Regions from separate parts of the Hordeum vulgare genome. Here all the other regions are linked to region 1. Evidence: chromatin contacts called from public Hi-C data. All regions are on one chromosome and are shown on one strand. The core of a region is the stretch at or near the end of the contact, and the rest is flanking DNA. Distances in the headings are between cores, read along the strand shown. Region 1 holds the start of LOC123403731 (lipid phosphate phosphatase epsilon 1, chloroplastic-like). Region 2 holds the start of LOC123401792 (9-cis-epoxycarotenoid dioxygenase NCED1, chloroplastic-like). Region 3 holds the start of LOC123401617 (DNA-binding protein SMUBP-2-like).

Evidence for each region. Hi-C and Micro-C count contacts between places; a contact is called where the count stands out from the background.
Region 2: a Hi-C map of seedling shows a contact between it and region 1, with 5 times the contacts expected there. The contact joins the promoter of LOC123401792 here to the promoter of LOC123403731 in region 1. A contact is called at or near these places in 3 of 6 Hi-C or Micro-C datasets (leaf and seedling) and 1 of 1 datasets of contacts at active chromatin or transcription factors (embryo).
Region 3: a contact with region 1 is called in a Hi-C map of seedling, with 4 times the contacts expected there. The contact joins the promoter of LOC123401617 here to the promoter of LOC123403731 in region 1. A contact is called at or near these places in 4 of 6 Hi-C or Micro-C datasets (leaf and seedling) and 1 of 1 datasets of contacts at active chromatin or transcription factors (embryo).

What each region holds. Positions count from the first base shown.
Region 1 is chr6H:463,208,299-463,212,281 of MorexV3_pseudomolecules_assembly, reverse strand. It overlaps LOC123403731 (lipid phosphate phosphatase epsilon 1, chloroplastic-like), which reads right to left and starts at 1,837. Exons shown (of 4, transcript XM_045097644.1): 1 at 1,341-1,837; 2 at 308-533. The coding sequence starts at 1,631.
Region 2 is chr6H:463,011,992-463,015,974 of MorexV3_pseudomolecules_assembly, reverse strand. It overlaps LOC123401792 (9-cis-epoxycarotenoid dioxygenase NCED1, chloroplastic-like), which reads left to right and starts at 1,762. Exons shown (of 1, transcript XM_045095641.1): 1 at 1,762-3,983. The coding sequence starts at 2,664.
Region 3 is chr6H:463,060,857-463,064,839 of MorexV3_pseudomolecules_assembly, reverse strand. It overlaps LOC123401617 (DNA-binding protein SMUBP-2-like), which reads left to right and starts at 2,300. Exons shown (of 7, transcript XM_045095453.1): 1 at 2,300-2,473; 2 at 2,582-3,983. The coding sequence starts at 3,052.

The DNA of each region.
Region 1 (3,983 bases), core at 588-3,087:
AACTGATATAAGCATCTAATATCTTTGTTCAGCACAAAATAGGCATATTATTTCTAGTTTAGTCTCAATTCATTCTGTTTACAACTGCCTCCGTCCCATAATATAAGATGTTATATTATGGGACGGAGGGAGTAGAGTAGAAAAGCTGTGCAGCAAAAAATGAGAAGAACATATAGTTACCAACATAATGTATGCCATGATTAAAATGAATTAGGACAGATGTCCTGTCAGAATTTATGCTTTCGATGTTGCCAGGAGTATATACTGAAAAATGGTATGATGTTTGGATGAATCTAGAAAAGCTTACCTGAAAGAACTAGAAATGTTGCAGCATAGAAAATGGATTGGGCATGGGATGATGGCATCCCAGGATCAGACCGCAAAGCTGGCGCTGGTCTTTCATGGTTGAGCAGTTTTTTAAGAACTGATGAAAGCACAGTGTTTGCAACTGCACCCATCAAAGCCCACATAATTTCACCATCATGCTTCCAAAGAGCCGCAAAAGCAAAAGAAGCAGACACCAGCCATTTACTCTGGCATACAAGGTACAAGGTTATCGAAGGTGAATAGCAGATAGTTAATATTCTAAGTTCCTCTCAGAAAAACTTATCAGATACAGTTGTACTAATCAGGCATTAGATAACAAAGATAGTCTACATTTTACAAGCAAAGTAAATGTGTACACAAAAAAGGGTTCATAAATAATGTCTGCAGGAAACAGGCGAGCTCGCTACATATATTGCAGTTAGACATGGATCCAGAATTCCAAGTAAACAGCACACAGTTAACCTTTACGTGCATTTAAGGGTAATTTCAACCATAATGTTTAATCACATCTAAGTAGGAAGCTTAGTCTGGAGCATCCAAGTTCCTCTTTCATAAACTAATAATCAGACACAGTAGTATAAATCAGGCATTAGATAACTAAGATACTCTACAGCTAAACAAACTAAATCTGTATATAAAAATCTGTTCATAATTAACGATAATACGAAAACAGCTGAGCTTGGCAGATATTATTGCAATTAGACACCCCTAGTACAAGCTACAATGATGCTCTACTAAAGCAATGCATGTTCTCTGCAGAGAGCAAATCAGAATATTCAGGCGTTTCAGTTTCTTTTCCAATAAAGCTTCATCCCTTTCAGACTGGTAATAGTTCCAACTTTCAATGATCAGAGCTCATTTGAAAGGCATCAGCATTGGTTAGAAGCTATTACCACTCCATAATTAAGCAAGGCCCATGCTAAGTCGTAAGATATATAGTTTGAGATTCCGAAAAGCATCAACATACACCATATGTGAACATATACAGCTTCATAGAAACAAAGAGCACTAACCATACGATTCAGCGCCACCTCGACGTGCGTCCACCGGGTCGTCGCCGTCGCCGCCGCCGCCGCCCTCGGACCGGGCAACTTCTCGCATCCCAGCATCGCATCCCCCTCCCCGTCCCCAGCAGAAACCCCAACCTCCCGGGGCGACCCGCTCCCGACCCTGGTCATCTCGGCCATGCACACGCCAAGCCGCCGGCTACGGAGAAGCGAGAGTAGCCGGCCTTTGCAGTGCGGGAGACGATTCAAGCGCACGGGCTCGACGCGCGGCCATGGACCTGGCAGCGACAGGAGCATGGTTGTGCTGACCGCCAGCGTGGGAGCGCGGGAGAGTCGGCGCTAATGTGGGGGGAGAGCATCTCGGCTATTGGAGGATTTTGACGGGAGGGGATTTCTCCAGGGAGGTCGGGTTTGGATGGATCGTGATGCCCTGCTTGGCGTCTTGGAGCGGTGGGATTAGGAAATGGCCGTGAAAGGATTGGAGAGATGGTTGGTGAGAAGACGAGATAAACTTGAGTCAATGCGTGTTTATTAGTTTTAACTATTTTTAGGGCTGTCAATGCGTGTTTCTTTGGTGGAGAATGTGGGCGTTGGCACTTATTTTTCTGAGATGGGCTTTTGTGGGCATTCGCGTTGGAGAGAAGCACGCGTTGTGCTATGTCCAGATTTAGGGCTTCAAGTCATAATATACTCATGACGGTACTGCAACCAAAATGTCGCGAAAGTCCATCAATTGGAATACATAATAAATCTGAAAAATATCATAGGGATATAATGTACATGTGTGCGTTTACATGGGTGAGTGTGTACGCATGTATATAAACACTTGTGTTTGTACATGTTTAGAAAAAATCTAAAAAAGCTACATATAGGTGACTTCACACCGGTCTGTAAAGACTCTCCAACTCTCTTTTAGACAAACTCCAAGTTGCGTGGATTAAAATTGGCAGATCTTGAGTATGGGGTCCCGAGCTGACGATTGGAGAACGATGGTAAACATCAAGTAGGGAGACACAGATTTACTCACATTCGGGACCTTTTAAAGAGGCAAAAACCCTAGGACTGCTTGTATCGTATTGATTGTAGGTGGGGTACAACGTATAGAGGGTCTACCTTGAGATCATGTTCTAAGCTCTAAACTTGCATGCGTGTCTCTAAGACTAAAACCCCTTGGCTAGGCACCCGAGGAATCTGGGGTTTACATATGATCGATTACAAGCTGAGGATGAACATCCCGAACATCAAAACAGGTCTTGAAGTACACATCAAGTCTTCAAAGGTTTCCATAGTAGGTACGCCGAGGGCCACAACTTTCAGAGTCCTTCCATCAGCAGTTGATGGGTCATCACTCCGACCCACAAATAACATGCCGAGATGGTGTGCACCCCCCTAATCAAGGACATCGTCACTAGCCCGTGAACTAGTCTTCAGAGTCGAGGACATTGGCGCCCTCCTCGAAACAACTTCTCCTTCTCGTGGTCTTCGGCTTGGTAGGCGAGTTTCCTCTTCATTATCAGAATCCAAGGTCCTCATTGGTTATCTTCAGCATTTTTGTAAGGGCCCCAGCATCCACACTCCTCGGATAGTCCGATGATTTATAATCAACACTTTCCACAAGTCGTGGTGAGGGAGGCCATGTCAGAGTTGGGACCCACCCAACCACTTTTGGCCGCATCATTAAGGCTTCCTCGATTCGCGTTCCTTAAGTGCTTGGAAAACGAGCGGATTAAAGGTTGGATACTCAAACCTTCCCGTTTAACCATGGTATATAACTCGCAACATGGGTAATAAACTTATCCCTTCATCTACTCCCTTTTCCCATCTTGTCAAGGCACAAATCTTTCTTGTGCCTCTGCTTGAGATCTTCAACAATGGCGGTCGGACCTAGCTCGTCGAAGCGCCCAAACGGCCCTCTCGAAGGTGATTGGTAGAGTTGTTCGGCTACCCGTTGCAACTGAATTGGTTCGCAACTCAAGGGTACCTGCAAGATCCATATTTTATACCGACCCATCTAGGGTTAGTACCCATAGATAACAAGGTGCATGCGGATAATCACCCAATGTCGCACGGGGAAGAGCGAGTCTGTTTCGTCTCCTTTCTCCTTTGGGGTCTTGGTGTCCCAATCCGCCCTTCCTCAGGTGTCTTCTAGAGTTCTATGTGATCCAGCTCCACCACCCCTTTCCAAACTCAATTCTTCATATCCGACTTCATCACTCTTTGTGAAGCTTTCCTGGGTTGCAAGGCCATGCACTGAGAGGTTAGCATTGATAATAACATGATATATCTTCTTTTCATCAACATAAGCATATTTCAAAGTATAACATAATTTCTTCAATCCAAACACCGGATCACTCTTAGGCGGGAGAGGGCCTCCCAAAGTTTCACAGGCAAGTTATGCTTAAGGATAGGTGTTTGTCTAAGTAATATTTTATCAATTTCATTCCTCTCGTTCATATGCATGTCATTTTCATGGTCTAACAAATATTGTTCTGGATTCGCAAGAGCTATACCAATAAAATCAAGACCAATAATATCATCTTTACTAGAGGATTGAATATCATGCGGTTGTCTGTTAAACTTAGAGAAATTAAATTCATGAGATACATCACCAAATTTAACCTTAACCTTCTCTTTAACACAATCTATTTT
Region 2 (3,983 bases), core at 513-3,012, 200 kb after region 1:
GAAGCCTCCTTTCTTTTCTTTTTGTGGCCCTCCTCCGGCTTCAACCAGTCTGATTTAAAGCGCTTAAAATGGGCCTCGATCGATCAGTGCCGGCCGACCGCATTATTTCTGGACTGGAGGAGCACGCACACTCTGATCGTTCAAGACATGATACTGATTTGTTGCGTCAGACGAGAGCGGTTGCTTGTGGCTTCAGATTTGGTCTCTCTCTGTGATGATACTGATTGGTTGCATCGGACGAGATTGCTGCTAATTATTCCTTCATTCGAAACAAAAAAAAACAAGGACATATATAGTGGGACTCTGAATCCTCGGAGACTCATGCCGCATGTTGGTGCTGAACTGCCTATGCGTGCACGCGTTCGTCTATGAACAAGCTGGTATGTATTGTATAGATTGCTCCCGTTTCGTCTGCTCTCTTGAGAGAAAAGTGAAGTGCTAAACGGAAATTGCGTTTGGTGGCCGAGCTCCATGAAGGCCTTTAAATTTGAAATTCAAATTTCATAAAAAATCATATTTTTACATTTTAGAAATTTTGAAAAAAAATATAGGGATAAGTGAAGGCGTAACACATGTGTGTAAATTTTCAAAAAAAAAATATTGAAATGAGGGCTGTGTAAAAAAGACAAATCTAAGGTTTTTTATACATGACACTATTTATCGTTTCAGGCCATGCATTTGTCTTTTTTGTGCAGACCATATCTTAAGGTATTTCATCCTAAATTTTTACACACGTGCACATAACATCCTTCTTTACTTGCATATTTTTTTTCAGGTTTTTTTAAACTGAAAAATTTAAATTTTGAATTATTAAAAAATTTCGGTCTCCATAAAGGCCGAGCTCCAAACGTCCGCTCTTAGCGCTAAGCTGGTATAGAACTTGCTTGCAAGTTGTACCAACACTACTACGGTACTACCTCCATGGATCATCGCTCAGATATTGCTGAGATGCGGCCTGAGAAGTTGTGCATGATATTCCGTGGAAGGTGGAAACGGGAAGAAGGATGGCGACCGCCGACCGGGGAGCAAGTGGATGGACGAGCGAGTGGTAGCAGGTGCCGAGGATTAATGGCTGATATGGACCGTGGGTCCCGTCAGTCCGCATCAAACAGTAGATTGATAATAATCTGGAAGAAAAGATTGTAACGGTTTATCCTGTCTCGCCCAATCATGTTATGGATAACTGCGCTGCTCAGTTTCACACAGGTGTATGGCTGGATGCTCTCCATGGATCCAACCAACCAATAGGCACTAAAATATACGCCCTCTCTTTTTAAATATAAGTTTTTAAAAAAATTATTAGAGGACTACCACTAAGTAAAATAAATGAATCTACATTTTAAAGTATGTCTATATGCATTTGTATATAGTCTTATAATAAAATTTTAAAAAGACTTCTTGTGTATCTAAATAATTATAGTTGGAAAGAACTATCAGTTTTCTCAAACTACAATTATTTAGATATAAAGGGAGTATTTAGGAATGGATGAAATACTACTTTCATACCTAAATAATTGTGATTGAGGATAACTAGATATTTAGTTACGGAGGGAGTAAATCTTTTTAGAGATTTCACTAGAAGACTACATACGGATTAAAATGAATAAATCTACATTTAAAAAAAATATATATATACATCCGTATGTAGTCTCTTAATGAAACCTTTTAAAAAATTATATTTAAAATCGGAGGAAGTAGTAACTAGATAGCCACAGATACGCCATGCATGCAAAGTGTAATTTGGTAAGATTTCACACGCATCACTGTGCAGGGACCAAGTTTTGTACAACCCACAGGCCACAGCCAAATGATAAGTAGTGAAAATTAATGTTGATCATGTCTAATCTATCCAAAGCATGTCCTTTTATAGCTGCCTGTACTGGACACTTGCCTAGCGCTGCAAACGAAATTGTGTGAATGCGCCCTTTCCAAGCTAGCCACTTGAAAACCTTGGCACTTCTTCTCCATACATGATCCAGCCACCAGTTTGTAGGATTCTAGACCATACTGTATGTAGTTGTCCATTTGGTGAGAACATAAAAGTTGGCAGTGTAGCAGGGTTCACCATTTCAGTCATCCCACTAACCCTCCAAATATTTATATTTAGGGCCACAAAAAGCATGATACTTGTTGTGGTTAGACTGATAGACTCCCTCAATATCCGAAGTTTTGGCACAATTTGATGAATCTCTAGATAAGTAGATATATTCAGACAAAAAGAACCATGAACACCAGAGTTCCCGCCGCGGACCCTTGTTTGATGATTGCTAAATTTTTGCATGCCAATTCTCCATTGGCAGCTCTAGTTCATTTTGCTAGTCAATGTTGACCAACTTATGGGCAAACAATCCCTGAAAAAAGAAACCAAAATACAGGTAAACTTGTGCACAAACCAAACACCCTAGGGCAACTTTTCATCCTCTCAGATTGTGCCGTCGCTTGCGATCCAACGGTCCACGTGATCTTTGAATTTTCACCAAATAAACATCTCCACCGGGTAAGTTTGCCTTTTACCAAGGCTATATATACCCATGCCATACAAGCAGCAAAAGGCAGTAGTGTGCGAACCGGTGTCGGCATTTGCTGCTACTCACCTGGGTTCCAACACAAAAATTGTTAGTAATCCAAAGAACCATTGATCTGCAGACTCCAGACTGCAGAAAATGGAGGGAGCACTTGTCACCTCCAACTTCAGCATGGCTGACCTCTACCCCGCCAAAGCCAATGCTGCCCATGCTCCGAGATCGAGGAGGCTCTCCTACATCTCGCCTGCCGCGTCTTCTGCTGCTGCACCGAACCCCAGCTACAGAAGGAAGAAGAGCACGTCGCCTCCGCCGCCGTCGGCTGCCGCCACCGCCACCGTGCTCACCTCGCCGCCCAAGCCGGTCGAGCAACAAGAGACGGAAGAGCACCTGGTGGACAGGTCGGTAAACAATGCGACCGGTACAAGGGTGGCTACCGCGAGAGCGAGCAGGGCGTCCGCTGCGCCGCGGCAGGCGCCTCGGTCGTCCAGGCCTCGCCGCCGGCCTTCCACCTCGCTGCAGGCGGCGTTCTGCAACGCGCTGGAGGAGGCGATCAACACGTTCGTCGACCCGCCGGTGCTGCGGCCGTCGGTGGACCCGCGGCACGTGCTGTCCGCCAACTTCGCGCCCGTGGACGAGCTGCCGCCCACGCCCTGCCCCGTGGTGCGCGGCGTCATCCCGCGCTGCCTCGCCGGCGGCGCCTACATCCGCAACGGTCCCAACCCGCAGCACCTCCCGCGCGGGCCGCACCACCTCTTCGACGGCGACGGCATGCTGCACTCCCTGCTCCTCCCGACGACGCCCGGCTCCGACCCCGTCCTTTGCTCCCGCTACGTGCAGACGTACAAGTACCTGGTGGAGCGCGACGCGGGCGAGCCGGTCTTGCCCAACGTCTTCTCCGGCTTCCATGGCCTGGCCGGGATGGCGCGCGGCGCCGTCACGGCGGCCAGGGTGCTCACAGGCCAGATGAACCCGATGGAGGGCGTGGGGCTCGCCAACACCAGCCTCGCCGTCTTCGGCGGCCGCCTCTACGCGCTCGGCGAGTCGGACCTCCCGTACGCCGTGCGCGTCGACCCGGCCACGGGCGAGGTGACCACGCTCGGCAGGTGCGACTTCGGTGGCCGCCTCAGCATGGGCATGACCGCGCACCCCAAGAAGGACCCCATCACCGGCGAGCTCTTCGCGTTCCGCTACGGCCCCATGCCGCCGTTCGTCACTTACTTCCGGTTCGACCCGGCAGGGAACAAGGGCGCCGACGTGCCCATCTTCTCCGTGAAGCAGCCGTCTTTCCTGCACGACTTCGCCGTGACGGAGCATTATGCGATATTCCCCGAGATACAGATCGTGATGAACCCCATGGGCATGGTGGTGGGCGGCGGCTCGCCCGTCGGGGCGGACCCCGGCATGGTGCCTCGCCTGGGCGTGATCCCCAAGTACGCCGCGGACGAGTCGGAGATGCGG
Region 3 (3,983 bases), core at 1,051-3,550, 150 kb after region 1:
GCGGAGCGAGGAAAGGGGAGGAAGAAAAGGGGTTGTGTCCCCGACGGGCAGGCCAGGGAGGACTAGGGCGCCCTTCCCGCCCGTCCTGCGCTGTCCGTTTGGCCGCAAACACGGCCCAACTTGGGCCAGGAATGGGTCAAAAGCAGACAAAAAATGGACATTTGTCTGTTTGCTCCCGCGCGTTGGGCCGCGATTTGTGTCCGTTTACTCCCAAACGGACCCGGGTGGACGATTTGGGGTCAACTCCAACGCACACCCCCAAATGGACGTCGGTTTTGTCCGGTTTCATCCGTTTGGTGGTCGGAATGGGGATGTGTCCGTCCGGATTTGGGTTTGCATCGGCGGGGCGGCCAACGCGCGCTGCATCTTCGGTCGCATTTCGTGTGCACCCAGTTTTTCCTCTTTTTTTATTATTTCCACCAACGATTTTTGTGATATATTGGAATACATTCACCAAGTCTTGGCTAGAATAACAAGCCCAAAGAAAACAAGAACTACAAGAAAGCATTTTAAACCATATCCAACTTTCATAACTACTCCCGTAAGTTTGATTAGTGCTTTTTTGATGCATTTGTTGTTGATATGCGGAGTCTTGATCTTGAATGTTTCTTTCTTCTTCGAGTTTAAAGAAGTTGATGTTGCTTCCACATATCTAATCTCATCTCTAGTGTCTACTCTAGCAAGAAGTGCACGAACATCTATTAAATTATGTGCTATCAGTGCATCGATATATTCTTCTTCCCAAAACTAAAAGTTGCATCCATCCTACACAATAAATATTTGATTGTAAGCAAAACAACCCGAATCCGGAATCACAACCGAAGCTAAACTAGCACGTATCCCATCATTTTTTCACTTGACAAACACCCATCCGGTGTGTTCCGGCGTTGTAGACACGCGACACACACCCTTCAGTGGACAGTCGTCACGCTTTATGAGCGGCATCGGGGCGTCGACGAGCATTTGGGCCAGCATCGAACCCGGACGACGACCGTTGGTGTATTTCTCGAACTGCCGATGGGGTGGATCCGAGCGGCTAGAGGTAGATTCAGTACCTGCATCCGTCCTGGGGGCGTTGTCGGGGCTATGTGGACCGGTGCCCCGGCCAGTCCATGGCACGCCTCGGCCTCCAGTGGCCTGCCGCACACAAATCCGGTTAGATCCGCTCCAAATACGGCTACCGGTTGCGTTGAAGGTGGGGCAAGGGGTTAGACAGCTCGTGGTATGGAGAAAACGTGGACGTGCGGTCGGTCGTGCTCGACACCTACACGACCGCAATGGAAGCTGGCTGAGACGAGAAGGGAGAGGAGCGAGGTGTGCGGCCGGAGTTTGAGGAAGGAAAATGGAAAAAAGACGGATGTGTCACCAAGAGGCGGGCTATGGGCGAACAATGACACGTGTCGCGGTGGTCAACGCAAGTCCGTTTGGCTGCAACGCAGTTCAAACTTAAATCAGGAATGAATCGAAAGCGAATAAAAACGGACATTTTTGTGTTCGCTTAGGTGCGTTGGCCCGCTGTTTATTATGTCCGTTTACAAACGGACGCGATTTGGGGTCGTGGCTCTGTTACTCGTGAGTTGGAGTTGCCCTGAGCTCCTGCCTCGTGCACGGCGCCGAACCATTCGTGCACGGCTAACTCACGTAGCGCGGTGCGGCCTTCCAGGGAACGCGAGGCTTGCCTTTGTCGGACGAGGCGACGGAGGCGAGGCCGGCGGCGGCGTCGAGGTCGTCGTCCATGACGGGCGTGGGGCGGGAGCACGCGGGCGGGAGGTTTTTTTTGGGGGGGGGGAATGAAGGAAAATGGTGGTGGATGCCACCGACCGGCGGAGCCGGAAAGAAGAGTAGGCGCGCGTCCGTCACATGTCCGCGCCGACACAAATCCGGTTTAAAATTGGGTCGGGAATGGGTCGTCAGGCGGACGTCAAACAAACGCGCGTCTGTTTGGGTCGGCGCGTCGGGCCGACTTTTGTGCCCACGCCGACCCAAACCAACGGCAGCGGACGAAATGGATCGATCCAATGGTTGCTCTAAGAGCAAGTACAATAAGGTACAGTCAGCAGGCTGTAAGGATTAAAATACTATATTTTTAATGAGTTAGATGAGAGAGAAGAGGAGAGTGCTTCGTGAGAATGAATGATGGACCATATATGATAAAAATAGTACTCTTTTATAGCTAACTATTATACGGGCTAGCTATAAAATAGACTATAAGATGGTTTATAGTCAGCAGGTGGCTATAATATTAACCATGCTCTAAGCTCCTGCCTCGCGCACGGCGCCGAACCATTCGTGCACGGCCAACTCACGTAGCGCGGCGCGGCGCGGCAGCAGCCGGCCACCGCCTCCCGCCTCCCAAGAGCGCCCTTGAGCGGCGCAGCAGCCTCGCAAACGTGTCATTGCCCCAAGTCCAAAGTCCAGAGCAGCGCCAGCGCGGAATGTTCCGCCTGCTGTCCCCACCCCGACCGTGACGCCGGTAAGGTGTTCGCTCTAATGCCTGCCAGCCAGCCAGCCAGCCAGCCAGTCCGCCCGCGGGGAGAAAGCTGGCCGCCATTCTTTGTCTCATTTTATTGTGGTCCATCAGGATCCACGGACGCTTCCCCCCACCCTGATTTTGGTTGAACAGAATCAGCCCCGCCGGACCGGTGAATCTGCATCTGCATCGCGTCTGGACGCGCCGGCGCCTGCGTGGACAGCGGGATCGCGCGCCATGCGTTGGTTGGACAGCAAGCGCGAAGCCGGAGCCGATCCGATGGGCGCTGTCAGGGGCTTTCGGGACCATGGAAACTGGGCGGAGACGACGTGGGCGCCAGCCGCGCGAAGCCAGAGCCGGGGACGGCACTTTACTTGCCTGCGGTGCTAACGCAGCCGCGCCCTGCGCCACCAGTCATCCACTCTCCACCGGCCGTCTCCTCCTCTTGACCCAGGGCCAGGGAGGATTTCACCCGCCGAGGCTGAGCCGAGTCACCGGTCAGCACCTCGCTCCCTTCCCGCTCCCCTCCCGCTGCCCCGCGCCGCAGCCTCCGCCGGCAGCCGTGACCGTGGAGCGACGGCATGTCTCTTGATCTCTTTTCCTCTAGGTTCCTGTTTTCTTCTGGCGCTGCGAAGAAGCTCCCCAGCAGGAGAAGGGTCACGTTCGTTGCTGCTGCTCCTTCGTCTGCGTCCACGCCGTCGCCGGCACGGTCGCAGGATGCCTCTTCTTCTTCCAGGCAAAGGAGTGTACGTGTTGCGCCATTGGGTCCCAGCAAAGGTGCGCCTCGACCTGCCGGTGGCAATGGCAGGACTAGGAGGAGGAGGCAGAGGAGGACGGTCGAGGGAGGGCAAGAACAAGGCGGCTGCGTGCCGTCGGTGGAGGAGGCGTCCATAAGGGTAGGGACGCTGTATGAGAACGGCGATCCACTAGGCCGGAAGGAGCTTGGCCGGTGTGTTGTGGAGTGGCTAAGGCAGGGGATGCAATCCATGGCATCCAAATTCGCTTCGGCCGAGCTTCAGGGTGAGATGGCGGACCTCACCACAGCGGCATTGACCCTGAATTGGGGATCAGCAGAAGGCCAGCTTGGGTTTGTGATCCAGGCACAGCCTTATCTCTCACCCGTCCCCATGCCCAAGGGTCTGGAGGCACTCTGCTTCAAGGCCTGTACACACTACCCCACCCTTTTCGACCATTTCCAGCGTGAGCTCCGTGGTGTCCTGCTGAGTTACCAGAACCAGGGGCTCATCTACGACTGGCGCTCCACGCAGACATGGAAGCTGTTGAAGGAAATGGCCAATTCTACTCATCACCGGGCAGCTGTGCGCAGGACGACACCACGAACTAAAGCGGTTCACAGTAGCATCGGCATAAGCCTCAAGAAGGTAAGGCTGATGCAGGATAGGATTGAAGACTTTGTGAGGCATATGTCAGACCTGCTACGCATCGAGCGAGACGCGGAGCTGGAGTTTACACAGGAGGAGCTGAATGCCACAACTATGCTTGACAACAATTC